Linked DNA regions of Mus musculus: region 1 is linked to region 2. A link is a contact called in public HiChIP or PLAC-seq data. All regions are on one chromosome and are shown on one strand. The core of a region is the stretch at or near the end of the contact, and the rest is flanking DNA. Distances in the headings are between cores, read along the strand shown.

Region 1 (6,028 bases), core at 1,009-3,508, 76 kb before region 2:
CATCCTGAGTGTGACTCCCACAGTCCACATAAGAATGCTTACTGCATTCCAAATTTAACTGCTTTGTACTATGCCATTTCATTTTTTCAATGATAGAAACTTGTTTATTTCAATAATGAAAAACATCTTTTTGCTGAACAACTTTCAAAATGTTAATGCCAAGAGTCAATTTAGCTCTATTATACCACATAGGCAGAGAGTTTCCTTCTGTGGAATTATTATTCTGTAATTAAACTTAATTTCCCCAGTTTTCTCTTTTCTAAAATGCTTCTATTAAATATCTGCTTTCTCTTGTTTGGAGAGAAAAAGCAGACACAGTAAGCTCTTAATGTACTATTTAAGTCAGGAAATACAACATTTCTAATTTTCTTTGCTTGCAAAGGTAAATATGTCTACAGACTTAGAGGGGACAGATATGTTAGCAGAGAAAGCAGATCGGAGAGAGTATATTGATCTTCTAAAGAAAATGCTGACGATTGATGCAGATAAGAGAATCACGCCTCTGAAGACTCTTAACCACCAATTTGTGACGATGAGTCACCTCCTGGACTTTCCTCACAGCAGCCAGTGAGTATGGGGGTCGGGCTGTGCCGCTGTGTCCGCACAGCAGCCAGTGAGTATGGGGTCGGGCTGTGCCGCTGTGTCCACACAGCAGCCAGTGAGTATGGGGTCGGCTGTGCCGCTGTGTCCACACAGCAGCCAGTGAGTATGGGGTCAGGTGTGCCGCTGTGTCCACACAGCAGCCAGTGAGTATGGGGTAGTCGGGTGTGCCGCTGTGTCCACACAGCAGCCAGTGAGTATGGGGTCGGCTGTGCCGCTGTGTCCACACAGCAGCCAGTGAGTATGGGGTAGTCGGGTGTGCCACTGTGTCCACACAGCAGCCAGTGAGTATGGGGTCGGGTTGTGCCGCTGTGTCCACACAGCAGCCAGTGAGTATGGGGTCGGCTGTGCCGCTGTGTCCACACAGCAGCCAGTGAGTATGGGGTAGTCGGGTGTGCCACTGTGTCCACACAGCAGCCAGTGAGTATGGGGTCGGGTTGTGCCGCTGTGTCCACACAGCAGCCAGTGAGTATGGGGTCGGGTGTGCCGCTGTGTCCACACAGCAGCCAGTGAGTATGGGGGTCGGGCTGTGCCGCTGTGCCTCGGTGGAGTTGCCATCTTATTTCCAGGGCGCTGCCAGGTCAGCAGTCATTTTGTTGCTGGTAAATTGACTCACTGGTGCTTTTCTTTCTAAAAGCTGTGGGCTTAGAGAGAGGTGTCGATTTTTCTTCTTGTTAGAACAACCCTTGGTTCTTCTTTCTGAAAATATTTGGAAACAAATACTTTGTTCCATGTCTGTTTTGAATTTTTTGTTTTAACTCCAGCATTCATTTAGTGTATTTCTAATCTTTTTCAGCGTTAAGTCCTGTTTCCAGAACATGGAGATCTGCAAGCGGAGGGTTCACATGTATGACACAGTGAGTCAGATCAAGAGTCCCTTCACTACACATGTCGCTCCAAATACAAGCACAAATCTAACCATGAGCTTCAGCAACCAGCTCAACACAGTGCACAATCAGGTACAGTGAGGGACTGTGGGAACTCGAGCCTAGGTGGGGCAGAGGCAGTAAGAGAGACCAGTCCTATGCTGCTATTTCTGTTGCTTCTTTAGCATTTTCTGTGTGAGGGCCTGGGCAAGATGGCTCATCAGGTAAAAGTCCTTGCCGTGCAAGCCTGGGGGCCTCAGTTTGATCATGAAAAGTCATGGTAGAAAACTTAATTTCCAAAAGTTGTCCTCAGACTGTAGAACACGCATGCCCACACTCACAGGTATCATGCATGTGTGATAATAATGCAGGCCAGTTTCGGGCTCAGTCTTCTCTGTTATGAAGAAAAGAATTGGCAAACATAATAAACGACCAAATAGATGTACCTGCCAGCCATATTCGGACAGTATTTAAATACATGTCCTTATAAGACTTAGTGTACATGGGCTCTGAATATTGAATTACTTGTTGCTGCTAGATTACTAAGCTTGATCAAGTAATTTACTCTTTTGCAATAGGATTTTATATGTACTCATATACATAAAATAAATAAACCTTTTAAAAAAGGTGGCATTATATTTGCTTGCTAATAAGAAAAGTCTCTCTAAAAATGTAAGCTCAGTTTTTTAGTTTGGTGTACTTTTTAAAAACCTGTAAGTGCTTATGAGTTTCAGTGGACTCTCCTATGAAGCATGCTGCTGACATAGCTGAGCTTTGTGTCATCACTTCCCAGACAGCACCAGCGTAACCATGTGTCACTCCTCATGTGCTGACTCACCTTCCCTTCATAGTACCACTCTCTGCTTGCTTATTTCTGGTTCTGGAGATGGAATCTAGGCAAACACTGTATTACCGTATTCCTGAGCTGTGTATCCCTAGCCCTGGAAAACTTAGAGAGTTATTTCAAAGATAACTAGTATTACATTTTAAAGTTTTGTTCTGGGCTGACAAGATGGCCCCATCATGAGGAAGGGTGCTTGCTGCCACGCCTCACACCCTGACTGTTACTCCCAGAACCCATATGGTAAGAAGCGAGCTCTGACCCTCCCTCAAGTCGTCCTTTGACATCATTTGCACATGGTGCAATAAACAAATAAATGCTTTAAAAAGATAAAAGGCTATAAAGCTGGATGTAGTGCTGTACACCTTATTCAGGCAGAGAGAAGTAGACATGTCTCTGAGGTCTCAGCCAGCCTGTCTAACATAATGAATTCTAGGCCTTCTAGAACTACATAGGAAGACCTTGTTTTAAAAAACAAAACAAAGTAAACAAACCTTTTGTTTTTAGTTTTTATTTTTTAAGACTAGGGATATAGCTCAGATGACAGTGCTTGCTAGCATGCATGGCCCAACATTATATCCTCTGCATTGCAAAAGCAAGTATGGTGGTACACCTTAAGTCCCATATCCAGATGATGAGACGGGAGGATCAAAAGTTCAAATGTCACTCTTGGATAGATAAGGAGTTTGGTGCCAGCCTGGACTACATGAGAGTCAGCCTCAAAAGTTTTTCTTTAAAAAAAAAATTTGAGAGCTAGGAGGGCAGGGTGTGTGAGTAATGGCACATGCCTTTAGTCCCAGCACTTGGAAAGGAAAAGACAGGGGGATCTCTGTGAGTTCAAGGCCAGCGTTGTCTACAAAGTGAGTTCTAGATCAGCCTTGGGTGCACAGACAAACCCTGTATGGAAAAACAAAACAATGAAGAAGATGTGCATATTGTGTACGTCCATCTTCTAATACCGTCTCTGTGTGATCTTGCTGTTTCAGGCCAGTGTTCTAGCTTCCAGCTCTACTGCAGCAGCAGCTACCCTTTCTCTGGCTAATTCAGATGTCTCGCTGCTAAACTACCAATCGGCTTTGTACCCATCGTCGGCAGCGCCAGTTCCTGGAGTTGCCCAGCAGGGTGTTTCCTTACAACCTGGAACCACCCAGATCTGCACTCAGACAGATCCATTCCAGCAAACATTTATAGTATGCCCACCTGCTTTTCAGAGTAAGTACAGAAACTCTTCCCTCTGTGGAATTAGACATTGGACTTACCTGCTCTAGAAGATCTAGTTGTTCAGTTCTGATCTTTGACAAGTTTAAACTCTGATGTAGATGACTGAAATTGGGAGCTGCCATATAGATTTTTTTCCCTTTTCATTGATTTTCTTGACCGAGTTGCTGTATAATGTGTTTGTTTCCATTGAAGGAAAATATTTGTATAAGCATATACATGTCAGTTTATAGAATATATACATCTTTAAATTGTTATAATCAGAATTGTTATGTGTTGACTTTAGTGTGACTTTATTATAGGATATAGTTAAGAATATAGAAACTAAAAATGTCAGTCATACATACAGATTATTGTTTTTTGAACTGAAAAATTCTACAAAAGGAAGCCCTTGTAGGGAAGGCACGGAGCCATCTGCTGAAGCCTGTGATTCTTAGTTTTCAAACTCCATCTTCCAATAAGATTAATTTTCATATTTCCATGTTTCCTTATTTTTCATATTGTTTCGTAATCCAGTCTGTTCAGTTCTTTCTTTTCCCCTAGAACTTGGGAAATGTGTGTTGGAAATGTCTTTTGGTAAGCTATTTGGAAGGTTAAATTATTTTGACTCTTTTCTGACAACACACTTAGCTTTCCCTTAGGAAGTCAGTGACAGGGTGGTTGTAGTGGCTCAGACCTGTAATCCCAGCATGAGGACTGTGGAGCTAGTCAGGTGTTAGAGTAAGACACTGCCTCCAAAACCAAGTAAAAGTAAAAACAAGAAATAAGCCAGACACAGATAACAAATACCATGTTTTCTCTTATATGTAATTTTCCTTATACGTAATATGTAGTTTTCTCTTATATTTAGACCCTGGATTTAAATATGCATTCTGTGACAGTGCATGAGTGAGTGAGTGAGTGAGTATGTGTGTGTGTGTGTGAGATAAAATCAGAAGGGGGATTGTGGTAGGGGAAGAAGAGATTTGTTTGTTTGTTTTTTGAGGCAAGGTTTCTCTGTGTAGCCCTGACTGTCCTGGAATTCACTCTAGACCTTAAACTTAGAAATCTGCCTGCCTCTGCCTCTGCCTCCCAAGTGCTGGGATTAAAGGCATGCACCACCACTGCCCAGCGGGGGAAGAGATCTTAAGGAAGGTGGAAATGGGCTAATGGAGAACTTGTAATTGGAAAGCAGAGGAGGGACTCTTAGTCCTTACTGCTGTGAGCAGACACCATGACCAAGGCAGTCCTTGTAAGATCAACATTTAATTGTGGAATATCATCAAGGTGTAAACATGGCAGTGTCCAGGCAGGCATGACACAGGCAGAGCTGAGAGTTATATATCTTATCTGCTGTCCTCTAAGAGAAGACTGAATTCCAGGCAGCTAGGAAGTGGGTCTGATAGCCCACACCCACAGTGACACACCTACACCTACAGGGTCACACCTTCAAATAGTGCCACTCCCTGGGCTGAGCATATACAATCCATCACAGGGACTAACTGGGAGAGGGAAGAGAACTGCCTGCCGGGAGTCCGGAGGAGCAGGACACTAGGAAAGGGAATGAATGAGACCAAGTGTCATGGCATGACTGAGGGTGCTATGATGAAACCCACTGCTCTGTAGACAAACTTGAAACCCTTAATTTTGAAAAAAGAGAAAGAGAAGCTTGGTGTCAATGTGGGAATAAACCAGGATCCAGGCTTCTCAGAGCATTTTATATAGAAGCAGGTAGCCTTTTTATCTTTTTACTTAAGTTACTTATTGATTGTGACTTTTGTTTGTTTGGTTTCTGACAGAGTCGGAGCAAGCGGAAGGAAATGAGGGTCTGGGGGAAACTGAGAGCTCCCCGGGAGGCCAGGAGAGCGGTAGCGGTGTAAGCCAGGGAGAGACCACAGGGGGAGCGCAGGAGCAGATTCACAATCCGTAAATGCAAATTTAGCCTAATTTACCAAATTATTTTCTATATATACCTCATAGGAGTAGATTCTATATTTTGGGTTGTCACAAACTGATCATCTATAGACTGTAGCAAATTAGCTATCCCTCTTCTCACCCTTTCTAAAGTAAGTTCTGTGGGAACAATTTTCAAATGTAAGAGTCCGAGATTCTCTGCCGATTCTCAGATGATACTGAGATAAAATAATAAAAGAACTTTTGAGTTCTTTACAGAACAAAATGTAAACTGAGACAGTACGGGAAATGTGGGAGAACTCACTTTGGTATAATTTGATAAATGTAAGCTTGGGAGTTGAGGGGGGGGGCGTGGATCTTCCAGTTTAAGAAGTCTAGATAACCTGAGCGCCTATAGAACAGATTTAAAGTGTTTGGATGAGAAGGGGTTTATAATAAAGTGGTAATGATGATACCTGAAGTCCATTATCATATGTGCCAGACAGTCCTTTACAGGTATCAGTTTATCCTTATGTATGGCTCTAGGAGGTGGGTCATGTCAACCCATTTTATAAATGACAAAACCTGCTTATGCCAAAAGGCCAAAAGTAATATAGTAATTTATGGTTGA
Region 2 (5,903 bases), core at 993-3,492:
TAGTTCAATTCCCATATTTCATGGTTGAGGAGACTGAAGCCTAGAATTGTGATGTGATTTGGCAGAGGTCACATATCTGGACAGTGGCTAGTGCTCATCCCAAAACATTGGTGTGTGTGTGTGTGTGTGTGTGTGTGTATATGTGTTCACGTATGTGCATGTTCCTATGTGTGTGTATGTTTGTGTGTGTGAGCATGATTGTGTGTGTGTTTGTATGTGTGTGTTTCTGTATGTGTGCATGTTTGTGTGTATATGTATTAGTGCATGTTTGTGTGTGTATGTGTGTGTGCATATTTGTGTGTATGTGTATATATGTGTGTGCATGTATGTATGTGTGTGTGCATGTGTGTATGTGTGTATGTGTGTGTGCATGTGTGTATGTTTGTATGTGTGTGAGCGTGAATGTGTGTGTATGTATGAGTGCATGTGCATGTGTGTGTGCATGTGTGTATGTTTGTGTGTGTGAGCGTGTATGTGAGTGTATGTGTGCGTGTGCATGTTTGTGCAAGCATGTGTGTGTGTGTGCTCCTTCAGTTCTGAGGATGTGAATTCCATGCCTTGGGTGCTCTACCTAAGCTCTCTACCACAAATCTGTTGTCCCTGCAGCCTTAGGAAACCCTGTCCTCTCAGGTAGTGGCTCTCGATTGCTCTGACTTGGTCTTGCAGTTGAATAGAATTATATTTCACTTCCTTCACCTATACTGAATCATGTCCTCTCTCCAAGAGTGTCACCCACCTAAGGCCAACTGCAGCTTCAAGGGAAGAGCCAGGAGTCATACATGGGATGCTACCATCTTCTTAGTTTCAGAATACCGGTCTTCTGTTTCTATGTGATTTTGGAAAGATTCTATAGCAACAAGTGAGGCCAAGCCCTTCAAAACTGGAAAATAATGTGATGGGCCACACTCTGTGCCATCTGCAGCTCCTGTAATCCCCAGGTGGGGTGGGAGAGGGGAGGGTGGGGAGGGGGTTGGGGTGGAGGGTGTGAGTGTGGGGTGGGATGAGGTGAGGTGAGGATGGGGGTGTGGCTGGGGTGGGGTGAAGTAAATTTAAACATCAAACTCATTCTCTAAAGAGCAATTTTAGTTCAACAACATAAACAAATCTAGTGCAACAAGAACACAGGCAGATCTTAGAGTAAGCTGAAAAGATGGTCTTAGGGTATTTTTAGTATAGAATACTGATGGACTAGAAGCAGCTGAAGCAGGAAGGCAATTGCTAGCTCATGGTGTGAGAACATCAGAGGCTGGGCCTAGGGACTGTGCTGGTGTTAGTTTCTCCAGAACTGGTTTCTCTTAGGGTCATAAAATGGTTGCAGCATCTACAAAGGTAATTGCAGCACCTGTGATGTTCTTTTGACAAATGCCTTGTCCCCAGGGGGCTTTGCTGTCTCTTGGAAACCTTTCCTTCTATGACCACTCAGTTATCAGACACCGTAAACTGCTTGCTCAGGTCTGTTTGTGCACAAATCAGCCAATGCAGAGTCCATGTTCCAAAATACTTTTTTAAAAATCAGGCTTTCACACCTTGGACCTCCCTCCACCTGCTCTAATCTCCTCACGGTCAGCCAGGAGGCAACTGGGAACAGTGTCTAGGCTCCAGCTTAAGCTGAAATGTAGTTAATTCTACACCTGGTTACTCAATGGGTCCATACTGCAGAGGACTTTAGGGGGACTCCCCTCTGTTCCTACCTATTCCTGAATGCCCATAGGTGTCCCCATGTGGCTCTGGATAGTGTGGCAGATTGCTTTTTTCTTGAAAACTGAGAACAAACTATTTTTTCCAAAGCCAACTGTACTTGAATAATAATAAAGGCTAAGTTTCCAAACAGTACAAAGCCATGAATGGGTACCTAACAAGATTACATCTGCTTTCTGAAGACATTGGGCTGAAGGTATGGGATGTCAGGTAGACAGCTGTATTTCTGTCCTAAGCCCTAAAAGACTACAAGTTAAGAGGAAAGAGAAAACTTTCCCGGATGCGTGTGCTTCCCACGAGAGCTGAGGATCCCAGCTGGACTTGACGTTGCTCGGTAGGGATGGCTAACAGGTGTACTTGATGTGAAGAGAGTGCCTGACTTGGCCAGAGAATTTGATTTGGTTCTTGGCTCTTAATCACTTCCCTTGGGAATGGGAGCAGACTTGGGAAGAAGTCCTCTCATCAAATGAACCAGCCTGGCTGTGTGCAGCACTCTGATCCCTCCCCTCCTAGGAGTCTTGGTTGCAGAAACAAGATGCTGTGACAAGAACAGTGGCTCATAAGATCTATTTCTGCCCTCTGCTAGTGACTCATTGGATGACTCAAGGTGAATCTACCAATCTCCGAGTGCCACCCCCATCCCTGGGGAACAGACCATGGCAGAGTCGACCCCCACCCCCACCCCGACACACACCAAGGTCAGCTGTCTATAGGGGCTGGGCAAAGACCACCAGCTGCGTTCCCTGCGGCTCAGCCCCTCCTGGCCTTTCTGGCTCGTCCTCTCCTCCCACTCTCCAGCTTTATTCCCTGCCTTTCCCTTTCCCGAACAGCACCGCTCCTAAGTAACCCAGACAGGTGTCCTGGGATGGCTCTGCAAACTCTGCAGGCTCCCCCTGATCTGCGGGGGAGCAAGCCGGTGATTGCTTGCTATTAGCAACTCGGTTTGCAGGATAAATAATGTGAACCTGAGTGCTGGCCCCCGTGGGATAGGGCAGATTTCCATTTTGCATCGGGTCAGCTTCCGAAGCGCTGGGGCTTTGAGTGTTAATCGTTGGTTCTCTCCAGGCACCCCTCCCCGGGCTTTACAACGCTCCAGTCCTGGTGGGACTTTACATTAGAATCCGACCGAGAAACTATTGCCCTTTTCATTGTTTTCCTTGCAAATTAGTTTTCTAGATTTAATGGCTCTGGTTGCTGAGCAGATTGAAGAAATTGGGGCGGATGGTGAGGTGGGGTGAGCTGGGGAGCCCATTACAGGCGCTTGGCTATTGGCTAGGCCCAGAACTTTGAGGCTTTGAGATTTAGGTAGATTAATTCTCACGGGGGGGGGGGGGGGAGAAGGGGGTGTCTGTGAAGTGGGAGTGAGCTTTCTCTTTCCCTGGAAGGAATTTTATTTGTTGTTATTGTGTGTTTAAAAAAATTTTTTTTAGAGAACTGTGGTGTCACAATATAATAGATTGCAAAGGTTCTCTATGGGATGTGGGGGTGTGTTGTATTGCTCAGTTGTGGGCAGATCTTGTTATAGTCAGACATGGGGATTGAACATTGCAGAAGATGGCTTCATTAGTGCTGTACAGCAAAAGAGTAAAAGCAAAATAAGAAGGGAAAAACCCAAACCTGGGATGCCCTGGTCTGGAAATGTGGGCTTGAGTACATTCTGGGTGGGCAGACAGGGACAAGATGCATTTGCATTTCCAGGAAACCAGGGCCAGGCTGAGCTGGGCTGCGCTGCACTGCATTTGACACTGGAGGAGGTCAGCGGGCCTGTGTGAAGGATGGCAGGAGCTGGTAACCTGGCTGATTCATCTCTGAGTTTAGGAAGTGTTAGTCATTTGTGCAGTGAGTTGAGACCAAACAGTGCCTCACAGGCTGGAAAACAAGGCTGAGTGGGAGTTCCCACAAGGGGCTGAGCTTCACAGTAGGAAGATGGACGCGCATGTTGGGATGTGCAGCAAGAAAAACAACTATTAGTGAAGGAGAACTTGTGGAGAGGGAGACTGTGCCAAGGGAGCGGCATCATTAGCCTTCTGCTTCAGGTGGAAGCCTTTTTGGGCTAACAGGGTGATACGTGGCACTAAAAACTAAGCTGATCACGATGCAAATGTCCCTGTAGCATAAGATGGGGATAATTTCCCAAAGTAGGATCAAGGCTGTGTTAACGGGAATGCTGTGCATTCCTTATCTATCCTAGGCTCTGGAAGGAATTTGGTTGTTTTTGTAGCCAACAGTGTTTACTTTCAGGTCATCCAGGGAAAAGCAGACTGTAGCATTTGTTGTAGGGAAACCCAGAAATACAGTGGAAACAATTCCTGTGCCTCCTCCCTCAACACACAGGAGTTGTTCTCAGCTGAGAACTGAGTGCTAAGAAGACCTCCTGCTCATAAGTTCAATGAGTAGCAGGACCAAGAAGAAAATGGGTGAGTCTTGCTCCCTCCCAAGATGAGTGATCTCCATTGTCAACATGATGGGCTTTAGGATCACCATGGCAACATGCCTCTGGGTGTGACCATGAGAATGTTTCCAGAAAGGTTCAATGGAAGAGAGAAGACACACCTTGAATATGAGAAGGATCATCCCATTGGCTGGGGTCTCGGAGTGAGTAAAACAGAGAAAGTGAACTGAGAACTAGCATTCATCTTTCTCTGCTACCTGACTGTGGATGGAATGTGACCAATCGACAGCCATGCTATCCCCACCACGATAGACTGGATCCCTAAAAGCCACAATGAACCCTTCCCAACTTAAGTTGCTTCTCGTGTGGTTTCATGGTCACAGTGGTGAGAAGAGTAACTAATGGGAGGGGAAGAACAGCCCAATTGTGGTGGTTTGAATGAGGAATGCCCCCATAGGTTCATATGGTTGAACACTTGGTCCCCAGTTTATGGAACCATTTGGAAAGGGTTAAGGGGATGTGGCCTTGTTGGAGGAGGTATGCCACTAGGGGCAGGTTTCGAGGTTTCAAGAGCCCACACCATTCCCAGGGAGCTCTCTCTACCTTGTGGTTGTGGATCAAGATGTGAGCTCTCAACTGATCCTGCTGCCATGTGCCACACTCAAGGTGGCAGAGCAAATGGACTCTAACTCTCTAAAACAGCAAGCTCAGTTCAATGCTTTCTTTTATACGTTGCTTTGGCCATGGTGTTCTATCATGACACTAGGAAAGTACCTAATACCCCAACAGAAGAAAGGCTTTTAAGGAAGCTGTAGAGAGGGCTAAGTGAGACCAAGAGGAGGGTTGGAGAATGAGGGATGCTCACCTGGTCCTTGTGTTCCTTTATATGCAAGGATAGTAGCCGTCATTTGAGGACCTACTCTATTCTAAGTTCCTTTACGCTGATGGTTTTATTTAACCCTCACAATAATACTAAGGAGGCACCAAAGGATTAAAATGTTCTCTGAGTACTGAGAGGTGGTGGCAAATTCTCATAATCCTAGCACTTGGGAGGTTGTATCAGGGAGAGCACATGTTTAAGACCAATCTGGGTTATGAAGTGAGATCCTTATCTCATGAGGGGGGAGTTCTGTGACTTGCTCAAGGTCATTCCTCTTGTCAGTGGGGGATCCCCTTATCTCAGGCTTCCAACCATACACATGTCGAATCATGTGGTCCTAGGGAACAGAGCATGGTAGTTGAAGTTCTCTGAAGACAATGTATCTATATTAAGAATCTGGCAGACTACATGACATTGGACTTGACCTTGGAGACATTGTGGCTGTGCAGACAAGGGATGCTATAGGTCCAAGTCAAAATTATCTTGGACTATCTTAGGACCTCTTATAGTCAACTACTTTAACTCTTGATTCTGACTTAACATTCTCATGACTGACAGATACATTTTCCGGAATGTATTATGAAGCTTAACCTCCATGAAGGCTGACGCTAACAGTGCTGTGATGATAACATCTGACGCCTGAAGAGGACTGTGGCAGTTTTGTAACTGGAGTTTATGGAAAAAGCCTAAGCTCCAACATCCTCAAAATGCTGACTGGGCCTCCCATCCTCATATAAGCTTATTAAAGAGATGACTAATAGTGCAAAGCGGGGTGAAGAGATTGAGTCAGTGTGGCACATTGGGAGGTGGAGCAGGTGATGGGGCCTAGTGACACAAACTTTAGGCTTCAGTAGAGAAAAATTTAGGGTAGGAACTGAAAGGTCCACATTAATAGACAACCCTGGTTAAGATGTGGTCTGATGGATCCTGCCT

The links. HiChIP or PLAC-seq counts read pairs in DNA pulled down with a chosen protein or histone mark.
Region 1: a contact with region 2 is called in a CTCF HiChIP or PLAC-seq map of the NIH/3T3 cell line, with 11 read pairs. The contact joins two enhancer-like sites. A contact is called at or near these places in 1 of 15 datasets of contacts at CTCF or cohesin (the NIH/3T3 cell line), 3 of 484 Hi-C or Micro-C datasets (the MC3T3-E1 cell line, the N1E-115 cell line and embryonic fibroblasts), 1 of 115 datasets of contacts at active chromatin or transcription factors (embryonic stem cells) and 1 of 9 other capture datasets (adipose tissue).

The regions. Positions count from the first base shown.
Region 1 is chr3:103,756,026-103,762,053 of GRCm38.p6, reverse strand. Hipk1 (homeodomain interacting protein kinase 1) reads left to right here. Exons shown (of 16, transcript NM_010432.2): 6 at 383-567; 7 at 1,397-1,559; 8 at 3,294-3,519. Among named protein-coding and RNA genes, the nearest start is that of Gm15886, 13 kb to the left of the region's middle. Within about 2 kb of position 2,258, at least 54 of the 459 cell types and tissues checked have an H3K27ac peak or open chromatin away from gene starts, as enhancers often do. A contact at or near this core is called in the NIH/3T3 cell line and embryonic fibroblasts, where this site is marked.
Region 2 is chr3:103,680,265-103,686,167 of GRCm38.p6, reverse strand. No RefSeq gene overlaps it. Among named protein-coding and RNA genes, the nearest start is that of Olfml3, 55 kb to the left of the region's middle. Within about 2 kb of position 2,242, at least 88 of the 459 cell types and tissues checked have an H3K27ac peak or open chromatin away from gene starts, as enhancers often do. A contact at or near this core is called in the NIH/3T3 cell line and embryonic fibroblasts, where this site is marked.